2 separate regions of the Rattus norvegicus genome follow, and region 1 is linked to region 2. Evidence: chromatin contacts called from public Hi-C data. All regions are on one chromosome and are shown on one strand. Each heading gives the region's core, a stretch centred on a gene start, on an enhancer-like site or on the middle of the called end of the contact. The rest is flanking DNA. Distances are from core to core; before and after follow the strand shown. Region 1 holds the start of Rtn2 (reticulon 2). Region 2 overlaps Opa3 (outer mitochondrial membrane lipid metabolism regulator OPA3).

Region 1 (4,824 bases), core at 544-3,043, 44 kb after region 2:
AAGAGGAAACTGAATTACGGAAAAAAGGAAGCTATGTTGCAGAGACTTGAATTCTAGAACTCATGTCTTTGACTAAAGGAAGCCTTTTTTGTTTTCTTTTTTCGTTTGAGACAGATCTTCATGTAGCCCAGGCTGGACTCAAACACATTATTGTAGCTGAGGCTGGCCTTGAACTCCTTGATCTTCCTGTTTCTGACTTCTGGATGCTTGCTGGTCAAAGGTAGCCTCCAAGCCAGACGTGGTAAAGGCCTGTAATCCCAGCACTTGGGAAGTGGAGGGAAGAGGATTAGGAGTTCAAAGCCATTTTAGGCTGCATAAGGCCTGTCTGAAAATTCAAAACAACAACAACCCTAACTATAGTAACAATAGCTTGAACCCCAAAGCTGTCCTATCTCCTGCTCATGGTCATTTCACTGACCTCCCCTGCCTCTCACCTGTCCTTCCTAGTCTCTCCAGACTATGTCTGTAGCTCAAACTCCATCTATTTCATTATTCTATGCTGTTGCCTCAACCCCAGCCATATCTAAGCTCCTCTCTGAGCCTCAGAAGTTTTTCGTGCTTTGGGTTGAGCAAGAAGAAGACTCAATGAAGTAAAGGCCTGGTGACCTGAGTAGAAAGAGGGAACCCCGGGACCTGGTGCTGCCCAGAAAAGGTGTTGATGATGTGGCAGAGTCAGGATAGAATAGGAGTTTTGTTTAACTTGTTTATAGCATATCCCTCTGGGGCCTAGGACAGTACTAGTCTTACCATACATGCTCAGTGGACGACAGTTGAAAGGATGAATGAACTTCCCAAGGCTCCAACTCTGAAGACTGTGAGAATAAGCCTTCTGGGTATGTACGTGTGACTGGAAGAGAGTGACCTGCAAACACATTTCACGAGATAACTACACACACAAAAATAAATAATTGTAAAAATAAGTGTTAGGAGGGGTTGGGGATTTAGCTCAGTGGTAGAGTGCTTGCCTAGCAAGCGCAAGGCCCTGGGTTCGGTCCCCAGCTCCGAAAAAAAAAAAAAAAAGAAAAGAAAAAAAAAAAAGAAAAGAAGATAAGTGTTAGGACTGGAGAGATGGTCCTGAGTTCAATTCCCAGCAACCATATGATGGCTCATAACCATCTGGCGCCCTCTTTTGGCACGCAGGCATATATGCAGACAGAATGCTGTACATAATAAATCTTTAAAGAAGGGTTGGGGATTTAGCTCAGCGGTAGAGCGCTTGCCTAGCAGGCGCAAGGCCCTGGGTTCGGTCCCCAGCTCCGAAAAAAAGATCCAAAAAAAAAAAAAGAAAAGAAGTTTTGAGTATTTTTCCCTACCTCTTTTCCACGCCATCTCCAAGTCTAGCCTCAGACTCTACCCCAGAACATCATATTCTACCCTCTCTCAGTACCATCCCTAAAACACCGTTACATTCCGAGTATGCGTATTCTGGGCACTCCAGCTCCTCACTCCGCTCAAGCCCCGCCCCACTTTTAAGGCTGCGCTATCGGAAACCCAGACCCCGCCCATTAAAACGGAGGCCCCTCCCTCCATGCCCTTAAGCCCCGCCTTCAATTCTAGGCCCCACCCCGGGACCCAGCGCTGCAGTGCCTGCTCCTCCGCGGCCCCGCCCTCTCGCGCCGTGCGGAGCAGAGGGCGGCGGCGGTGGCGGCGGTGGTGGCGGCGGCGGCTGCTGGGGCAGCCCCGGAGGATGGCGGCGGCGTCGTGGACGCGGTGGAGATGAGTGCCCGTGGCCCCAGGCCCAGGGCGGCACGGCCGGAGTGGGCGGGGGTCCCGATGCAGGCCCGAGGGGGGCCATGGGGCAGGTCCTGCCGGTCTTCGCCCACTGCAGTGAGTATAGAGAGGCTCCGGCCTGGTGTGGGGCACAGAAAACCGGGTGGGATCCTCCTAGGGTCTCCATCTTCTGTGCGCGGGCTCGAGGGAAAGCCGGGCTGCAGGGAAGGAGACAAAGGAATCCTTCCCCTCCCCTCCCCCCCGCGCTTTGGAGGCAACTGGGGCATCCTGACCCGGAAGACCCAGTGCAATGGGGTGGAGGTGTGGGGGGGGTCATAGAGATCGCCGGGGGGGGCCGTGGGGCGCTGGATTGGGTTGCCCCGCCCGATGTGAGAAGGAGCAAGAGTGTGGGGAGCTGTCCCCGGCCCTGGTGCTGGCCGCAGCTGAGGGGTTGAGTCAGGATGGAATAGAAGGATCCGACTCCCCTCAGCATCCATTTTTGCATCTCACCCTCATGATCTGCCCAAAAAACACTCATAATATCACTCTGGGTGTCCGATCCCCTATCCTCAGAAAACAGCCATCCCTGGGTTGGTGCCAAGTCTACTGAGTCTTTAGCGGGCTTTTCCACTCAGTAGTAACCCTGCTGAAGATCACACTCCTCTTCAGGCCTCTGGTTGCCCAGGTGAGGAAATGAGACGGGGTATGGGGTCGGGTTTCTATTTTCGAAGGCTGTCGAGGCTCTCCTGTGTGCAGAGCCCCTAAGTTAGTTCGAGAGTCTGGCTTCCCGGTCCCAAGCCCCTTGTGTCATCCTGCTCCACTCTGAGCCATTGGCTCTGGCAGTCGGTGTTTACCCGTGCGTCCGACACAGGGTGGTTCTGACAGCTGGGGATGCCGACGCCAGCAGATCTAGCCACTTGCACGTCTTGGGTATCCAGATGCCCAAGTTCTGAGAATGTGCGATTTGGACATTTTTAGTTTCATTCCCCTCCTCCCAGCGTCCAAAGATCTCATCTTCAGCCGAAATCACAAGGGGGAGACGGTGCAGTCCTGTCCCCAGCCAGCCCCACCTCTCTCGTCCTCATCTATAATCTGCCACCCCCCTCCACTCACACCTTCATACCCCTCTCTTTTCCTGTTCTTATCACAGCGCCTACCCCAGGAGCTTTGACTGACCTTCCCCTCTGTCTGGAAGGGGGGCATCTGAGGTCTGATGCCATCAGAAAAGCCTTGGAAACTACTCCCAAGGCATCTGAGGTCTGATGCCATCAGAAAAGCCTTGGAAACTACTACTCTGTGTCAAGCAGAGCTCCATCTCCCTGACTCTGTTGGACTCGATGTTTTACGGACTCTTCCACAGAGTATAACTTTATGAAGTCAGGATTTTGTCTAGTTTGTCCACAACATAGCCCTCTGGAACCTAGAACAGTGCCTGCCACATAATGTGTGCTCAGTGCATGCATGACTGAATGAATGCATGACTGAATGCACAGAAACCTCCCAAGGCTCCTACCTTGAACACTGACATAAAGCTTCTAGTAGTCCAGATTGGGCTTGGATTGTATGTACTGTGTATGTAGCAATATGAAGTTAGCCTTGAGATTCAGATCCTCCTGCCTCCACCTCTCCCATATTGGGTTTACAAGCGTGCACCAACACACCCTGTTTATTTCATGCTGGCCATCCAACCTGGGGCTTTGTGTTTTGTGAGATGCACATCCTTGGACCTGGTTCAGAACTTCTAAGACCCCTCTGTTTCTATGTTCCTCTCATCCTCCCCTTCCTCTTCTGTTCCTCTAATTAATTAATTTTATTTATTTTTAAGAGTAATTCATTTTATGCATATAAGAACTCTGTCATCATGTATACCTGCATGCCAGAAGTGGGCATCAGATCTCAGTATAGATAGTTGTAAGCCACTATGTGGGTGCTGGGAATTGAACTCAGGACCTCTACAAGAGTAACAAGTGCTCTTAGCCATTGATCCATCTTTCCATTTTTATTTTATCTTTCTTTTTAGAATTATTTATTTACTTCATTTATATGAGTACACTGTCACTGTCTTCAGACACACCAGAAGAGGGCATCAGACCCCATTACAGATGGTTGTGAGCCACCATGTGGTTGCTGGGAATTCAACTTATGACTTCTGGAAGAGCAGTCACTGCTCTTAACCGCTGAGCCAGCTCTCCAGCACCCCATTTTTATTTTATATGTGTATGATGTTTTTCCTTCATGTATGTCTGTGCATCACATGCAGTGCCCACTGCGGCCAGAAGAGGGCGTCTGATCCCTGACAGTGGTCCTCAACCTTCCTAAAGCCGTGATCCTTTAATATAGTTCTGCATGTTGTCGTGACCCCCCAACTGTAAAACTATTTTCATTGCTACTTTGTAATTTAACTTTTCTACTGTTATGAATTATAAATATCTGATCTTAGGCGACCCCTGTGAAAGGGTCGTTAGACCTCCTCCAAAGAGGTCAAGACCCAAAGGTTGAGAACTGCTGCCTTAAAACTAGATGGTGTGAGCCACCCTGTGGGTGCTAGGAAACAAAGCTGGGTCCTCTGCAAGAGCAACAGGTGCTTTTAATAAAAACCATTTCTCCAGCTTCTCTCTTCTTTTCCTTTTTTTCCTTCCTCCCTCTCCTCCTTCCCGTCCTCCCCTTTCTCCTTTCAGCTGTGTTTGTATGGACTGACTGCCTCCAGAGCTTCCTGCAGGCTTGTAGGTGCTCACCTCCCGAGCATCCCAGCCATCTTTTTGCTTTTTTTAATTTTGAGACAAGCTTGCTAACTTGCCCTAGAAAGCCTTGAACTTGTGGTCCTCCTATTTCAATGTCCAGTAGTTGGGAGTACATGTCTGTGTCATCAAACCTGCAGCTCTGAGCTTCTGGCATCGATGTCCTTACCGTTTTACACTCTATACAGAAAGTGAAGTGCCCTATCATTCAATAGGATTTCTTAAAATTTCAACTATCCAGGCCTCCAGCAGTGGTGCATTGCCATGATTAAAACAATTTTTTTTTATGCTGGGCACTGGTGGCACACACCTTTAATCCCAGCATTGGAGAGGCAGAGGCAGTTGGAGTTTGAGGCCAGCCTGGTCTACAGAGTAA
Region 2 (5,014 bases), core at 817-3,316:
CTCTAGCTCATGCTTAGGACTTGCAAACTGTGTGGGTTGTGAGCCCTGCTCAAGTTGGCTCTCACAGGCAAGTCTGGGCCTCCTCTCTCCAGTTCTAGCCTGTGAACAATGGCTGTTTGATCAGAAGCTACAGTTAGAGCCAAGCATGGTAGCACAGGCCTGTAATCCAGCAAATGGGAGGCTGATGCATGAGAACACCTGCATCACACTGAGCTCCAGTGGGCAGGTGGCGCACACCTGTAACTTCTGCACTGGGGAGGTAGAGGCTAGAGATCTGGAGTTCGGTCATTAGTCCTCGGTTCTGGACTGAGTTATAGGTCAGCCTAGGACTCATTAGGCTCTTTCTTAAACAAAGCACTTTAGCAATGGAGGCACATAACTAGGGCTAAAAGAAGCTCACTTTGGGAAAATAGCTGGGAATAAAGACAAATGAGAAAGTCAAACTCACAAGCATCTGCAAAAGCATCCACTGCCCCAGCCTGCCTGTAAATGCTCCACGCCGAGCCACACCTTCTTATAAACTGAGTGTTTGAGTTCTTCAGAAAGAGAGGCCAGGTCTCCTACAGCAAGGGAAGGGCTAGACCAGGCCACTGATGGTTTGGGACCTTTCCAGCCTCTAAAGGCCTGGGGGACGGGAGGCATGCTGCAGGGAAGCTGGGTAAGAGGCTACCTGCAAGCCGCCCTGAGGACCACAGCCTCAGCTCCCAGTGCAGTGGGGCAGGTTAATCATTACTGTTGTCTTTAATATTATTTTGTACTGGACATAGAACCTAAAAGCCCATGTATACTAGACACCTGCTCTAGCACTGGCTGTCCCCTCAGCCTCTACATGGACATGTTGTCCCCTGAGCTTGTGGCCACTGGCTAGTCCTTCTGTGGGTTTACAGCCTAAATTATATTCTGCTAAAAAGGAATGTGTCTGCCATGCCTCTTGGCTTAGAGAAGCTCATGTGATACTGTGGGACTACAACAGAAAAATGTATTCTCTGTAGACAAGGGGGCACCACACTGGGCAGGAGCCTGAAGAGAGTCTGGCAAGTTGAGATCTGGAAACGCTGCAAATTACAATATTGCCAGATGTGAACTTAAAATCGCCAGGTTTAAAGATGAGCCTGGGGCTCAGTGGGTAGAGTCATAGCCCAGCAGTGCATAAAGGGTGTGGTTACACGCCACCTTACCCAGCACTCTTGAGGTGGAGGCAGGAGGATCAGAAGCTCATGGGCATCCTTGGCTATATTTTGAGTTTGGAATCAGCCTGAGCTACATGAGACTGTCCCCCAAAAAAACAAAAACAAAAAATCAAAACCAAAAATACCTAAGTGTATATGTTAAAAATAAAAAGGTAAAAAAGAGGAATAATAAACACAAGTAAAATTGAAAATTACCAGGAAACTGGAAAGATAGAACCACTAAAACATCTAGAAATGACAGCCCCAACAGGTCACACCTCAGTTGGAGAACTAGGCCTAGCCAGGCATGGTGGCACTTGCCAACAATCCCAAAGGAGATCTCAAGTCCTAGGCAAGCCTGGGCTATACAGTGAGATCCTATCTAGAAACTAAAGAAAGAAACCCAGGTGCAGTATCAGACCTGTCCCAGCACCTAAATGGCTGGGGCAGGAGGCTTAGTTGTCTCAGGGCAGCTGGGCCCCTGAAAACCATCTCAAAAAACAAATATGAAAAAAAGAGAAGAAAGGCTAGTGCTGGTGTAGCCCAGTAGTTCTGTGCTTGATTAGCATGCACAAGGCCCTGAGTCCATTCTGGCAATACACACTCACATAGAAAGGGCCATGGTGTGTGCTGTGCACGTTTTTAATCCCAAAACAGGCAGAGGCAGGTAGGTCTCTGTCAACTGGAAGCCAACCTAACCCAGGCCAGCCTGGGCTCCATGGTGAGAGCCTGCTCAAGGAAGGAAGTTAGGAGTTAGGTCGGGAGGAGCTGGAAATGCCAGATCAAGTACAGCTGCTTGCGTAAACGGTTGGCTGAACAGCAGGTAGGTGACCAGTAGGCACAATGTGGCTGTGTGGGTATTTGCCTGAGATGCTCAGGAGTGCCACCGACATGGCCTGGCCCAGCTGACCTGGGGAAGCACTGGCATTTTTATTTTTAATGCTCTCCAGAGAAGGTCAGGTCCCCAAGATCTATTTATAGTTTTGAGAGTGTCACATCAGCTCCCGTGTGTGGCAGCCAGACTGTTGCTGTTGACCTCCAAACACTCAAGATGCTCCTCTCCTACTAAGGAAACACTTTCCTTTGTGTGTGTGCGCCTGTGTGTGCATGCACGCGCACATGCATCATTCATTGTGACCAGTTACATATCTTGCTAAGATAATGTATGTAAGTATTTTTTAAAAATGAGGACTGGCAAGCGCAAGGCCCTGGGTTCAGTCCCCAGCTCCAAAAAAAAAAAAAAAAAATGAGGACTAGCATTAATTCATTCATATTCTCTCTCTCTCTCTCTCTCTCTCTCTCTCTCTCTCTCTCTCTCTCTCTCTCTCTCTCTCTCTGTTTTTAGAAGCAAGGTCTCACTGTGTAGTCCTGTCTATCCTGGAACTCTGTAGACCAGGCTGGCCTCACATTCGCAGAGAAACACCTGTCTGGCTCCTGAGTGCTGAGATTAAAGGCCTGGGCCCTATGCCTGGTCTTCCTTAATTGTACTTTAGAGTTCTTTATCCATGCTACCCACCCCAGTGCTGTTGTTTACATAAAACAATGTCATGGTGACTCACATCTCTAATTCCAACCCTCAGAAGATAGGAGGATTGCTGATAATTCAAGGCCAACCTGGGCCAAAGAGTGAAATCCTGCCTCAAACAGAGTGGTACTCACTGTGAGTCCTCAGAGCAGGTCTGGGCTGACATTGGGATGCTCCTCCACCCCACCCCCATTCCCAACCCCCCCAACTACAACTCTTGCCACTTGACAGAGTGCTGTACTCCTGTAATCCCAGCTACTCAAGAGGCTGGTGCTGGGTGGTTGTGAGTTTAGGGCCAAGCATGGCCACTGGGCCTGTCTGAAAATGAAGTTTTTAACCAACTGTGGCTAGGCTTGGTGGCACACACCTGACATTTGAGAAGTGGAAGCAGGAGGACCAAGGCTTTAAGGTCATTCTCAGCTACTTAACAAGTCTGAGGTCAGCCTGGGCTATGTGAGATTGTCTCAGAACAACATAGGGGGCATATAGCTAAGTGCCTAGCCTGCTTCTGTCTCCATAGCACAAAAACAAGCAACCTCTTCAGGTCCTTCCACTGTGATTGAAGGCGGGTGATTTATAGTGCTGTATCACACTCTCCTGACCCAGGCTGCCTGCAGTACTCTGAGTGGACAGGAGAGGGCGCCTGAGTCAGTTCTTCAGCTCTGTCCAGCATCTGAGCTTGCTCTAACTGCTGACAGGCACAGAAAGCCAACTGAGTAGCTGCCTGATAGTGGGTGTTTCCAAGAGAGTTTGTACTCCTCTCAAACCAGCCACCAAACCTGGAGTCGGACCTCCTGCTGGCTAGACAGGAAAGCACCTCTAAATGGTTTGGTGATGCTGCCTTCTTCTTGCTGACATTTTTTTTTTTTTTTTAATTCAGGCAGTTCTCATGACCTCAGTAAGGCTGCTAGGGCTCTGAGCACCAGGCTTCTTATTTCTTTTCTTTAACTGAAGCACATGCCTGGTACCTGAGGAGTTCAGAAGATATAGTGTTGGATCTCCTGGAACTGAAGTTATAGGCAGCTGTCAGCTGCTGTGTGGTTGCTGGGAACTGAACTCAGGTCTTCGAGATGAGCAGTCACCGACTGCTCTTAACCACTGGCCATCTCTAAAGCCTCACACCCAGCATGCATTTTATCCTTCAGGAGGGGCTTGCGGACATAGTTTAGTAATAGTGTGCATTGAGGCCCTATGCTCTTTGCTAGGGAGTGGGAGTGAAAGCAACTGGCCAGATATGGAGACACAGCCTGTAAATCCCGCACTTGAAAGGTGGGGTAGTAGGGTCAGGAGCTCAAGGTCACACTCAGTGACCAGCAAGCTCCAGGCCAGCCTAGGCTATGTGAAAACTTGTTCAGAGGTGGGGTTTGGGGTGGGGAGGGTAGAGAGGTTGTGAAGATGGAAAATGTTCTTTCAAAGCCTGTGGTAGACTGTTGTGTCCTGGTCGTGTGCTGCCCTGATGTGGGAAAGAGAGGCCTGTATCTTTGTTTTGAGACAAGGTCTTTGTGATGGTTTGTATATGCTTGGCCCAGAGAATGGCACTATTTGGAGGTGTGGCCTTATTGGAGTGGGTGTGTCACTGTGGGTGTGGGCTTAAGACCCTCATCCTAGCTGCCTGGAAGCCAGTCTTCTCGTAGCAGCCTTCAGATGAAGACGTAAGATTCTCTGCTCCTCCTGCACCATGCCTGCCCGGACACTGCCATGTTCCTGCTATGAAGATAATGGACTGGACCTCTGAGCCTGTAAGGCAGCCCCAGTTAAATGGTGTCCTTATAAGACTTGCCTTGGTCATGGTGTCTGTTCACAGCAGTAAAACCCTCACTAAAACAGTCTTTCTATGTAACTTAGGCTAGTCTGAAACAGTCTTAATTCTCAGCCTCCCAAGTGCTGGAATTAGAGGTCTGCATACCTCTACTGTGGCCATTTTAAGCTGCACAGATGAAGAAACTGAGGCCTCAAGGCAGGAGATGGGGAATGGCTCAGCACGGGCTTCGAGCCAGACAACCTGACCTTAACCACAGAGCTCTAGGGCTCAGCTCCAGCTCCACGCTTGTAGACAGCCCTTCGGTCCCCATCAGATTGCTACAGTCCTCGCTTACTTCTGGGATAGTGAGCCACCACCCTTGAGCCATATGCGGGGACACGTGTGCTCCCTCCCCTATTGCTGCTCTCCACATTTGCAAAGTGGGATGCAGATATTTGGAACCCTGACCAGTCACAGCAACTAAACAGCAGGTGCAGACCGGAACCCAGGACCGCCCAGCTCCAAGCACACTGAGCCTCAGTCTCTGGGACTCCTAGGTGTCCCTCTCTTACGCCCAGC

Evidence for each region. Hi-C and Micro-C count contacts between places; a contact is called where the count stands out from the background.
Region 1: a Hi-C map of mammary epithelial cells shows a contact between it and region 2, with 3 times the contacts expected there. The contact joins the promoter of Rtn2 here to the enhancer-like site in region 2. A contact is called at or near these places in 10 of 12 Hi-C or Micro-C datasets (the A7r5 cell line, the Rat2 cell line, Schwann cells and 6 more).

The regions. Positions count from the first base shown.
Region 1 is chr1:88,061,499-88,066,322 of GRCr8, forward strand. Rtn2 (reticulon 2) reads left to right here and starts at 1,794. Exons shown (of 10, transcript NM_201562.3): 1 at 1,794-1,827. The coding sequence starts at 1,794. It also overlaps a transcript of Ppm1n not described here.
Region 2 is chr1:88,016,840-88,021,853 of GRCr8, forward strand. The region is part of intron 1 of Opa3 (outer mitochondrial membrane lipid metabolism regulator OPA3); the gene reads left to right. Among named protein-coding and RNA genes, the nearest start is that of Opa3, 9.9 kb to the left of the region's middle. Within about 2 kb of position 2,067, at least 9 of the 93 cell types and tissues checked have an H3K27ac peak or open chromatin away from gene starts, as enhancers often do.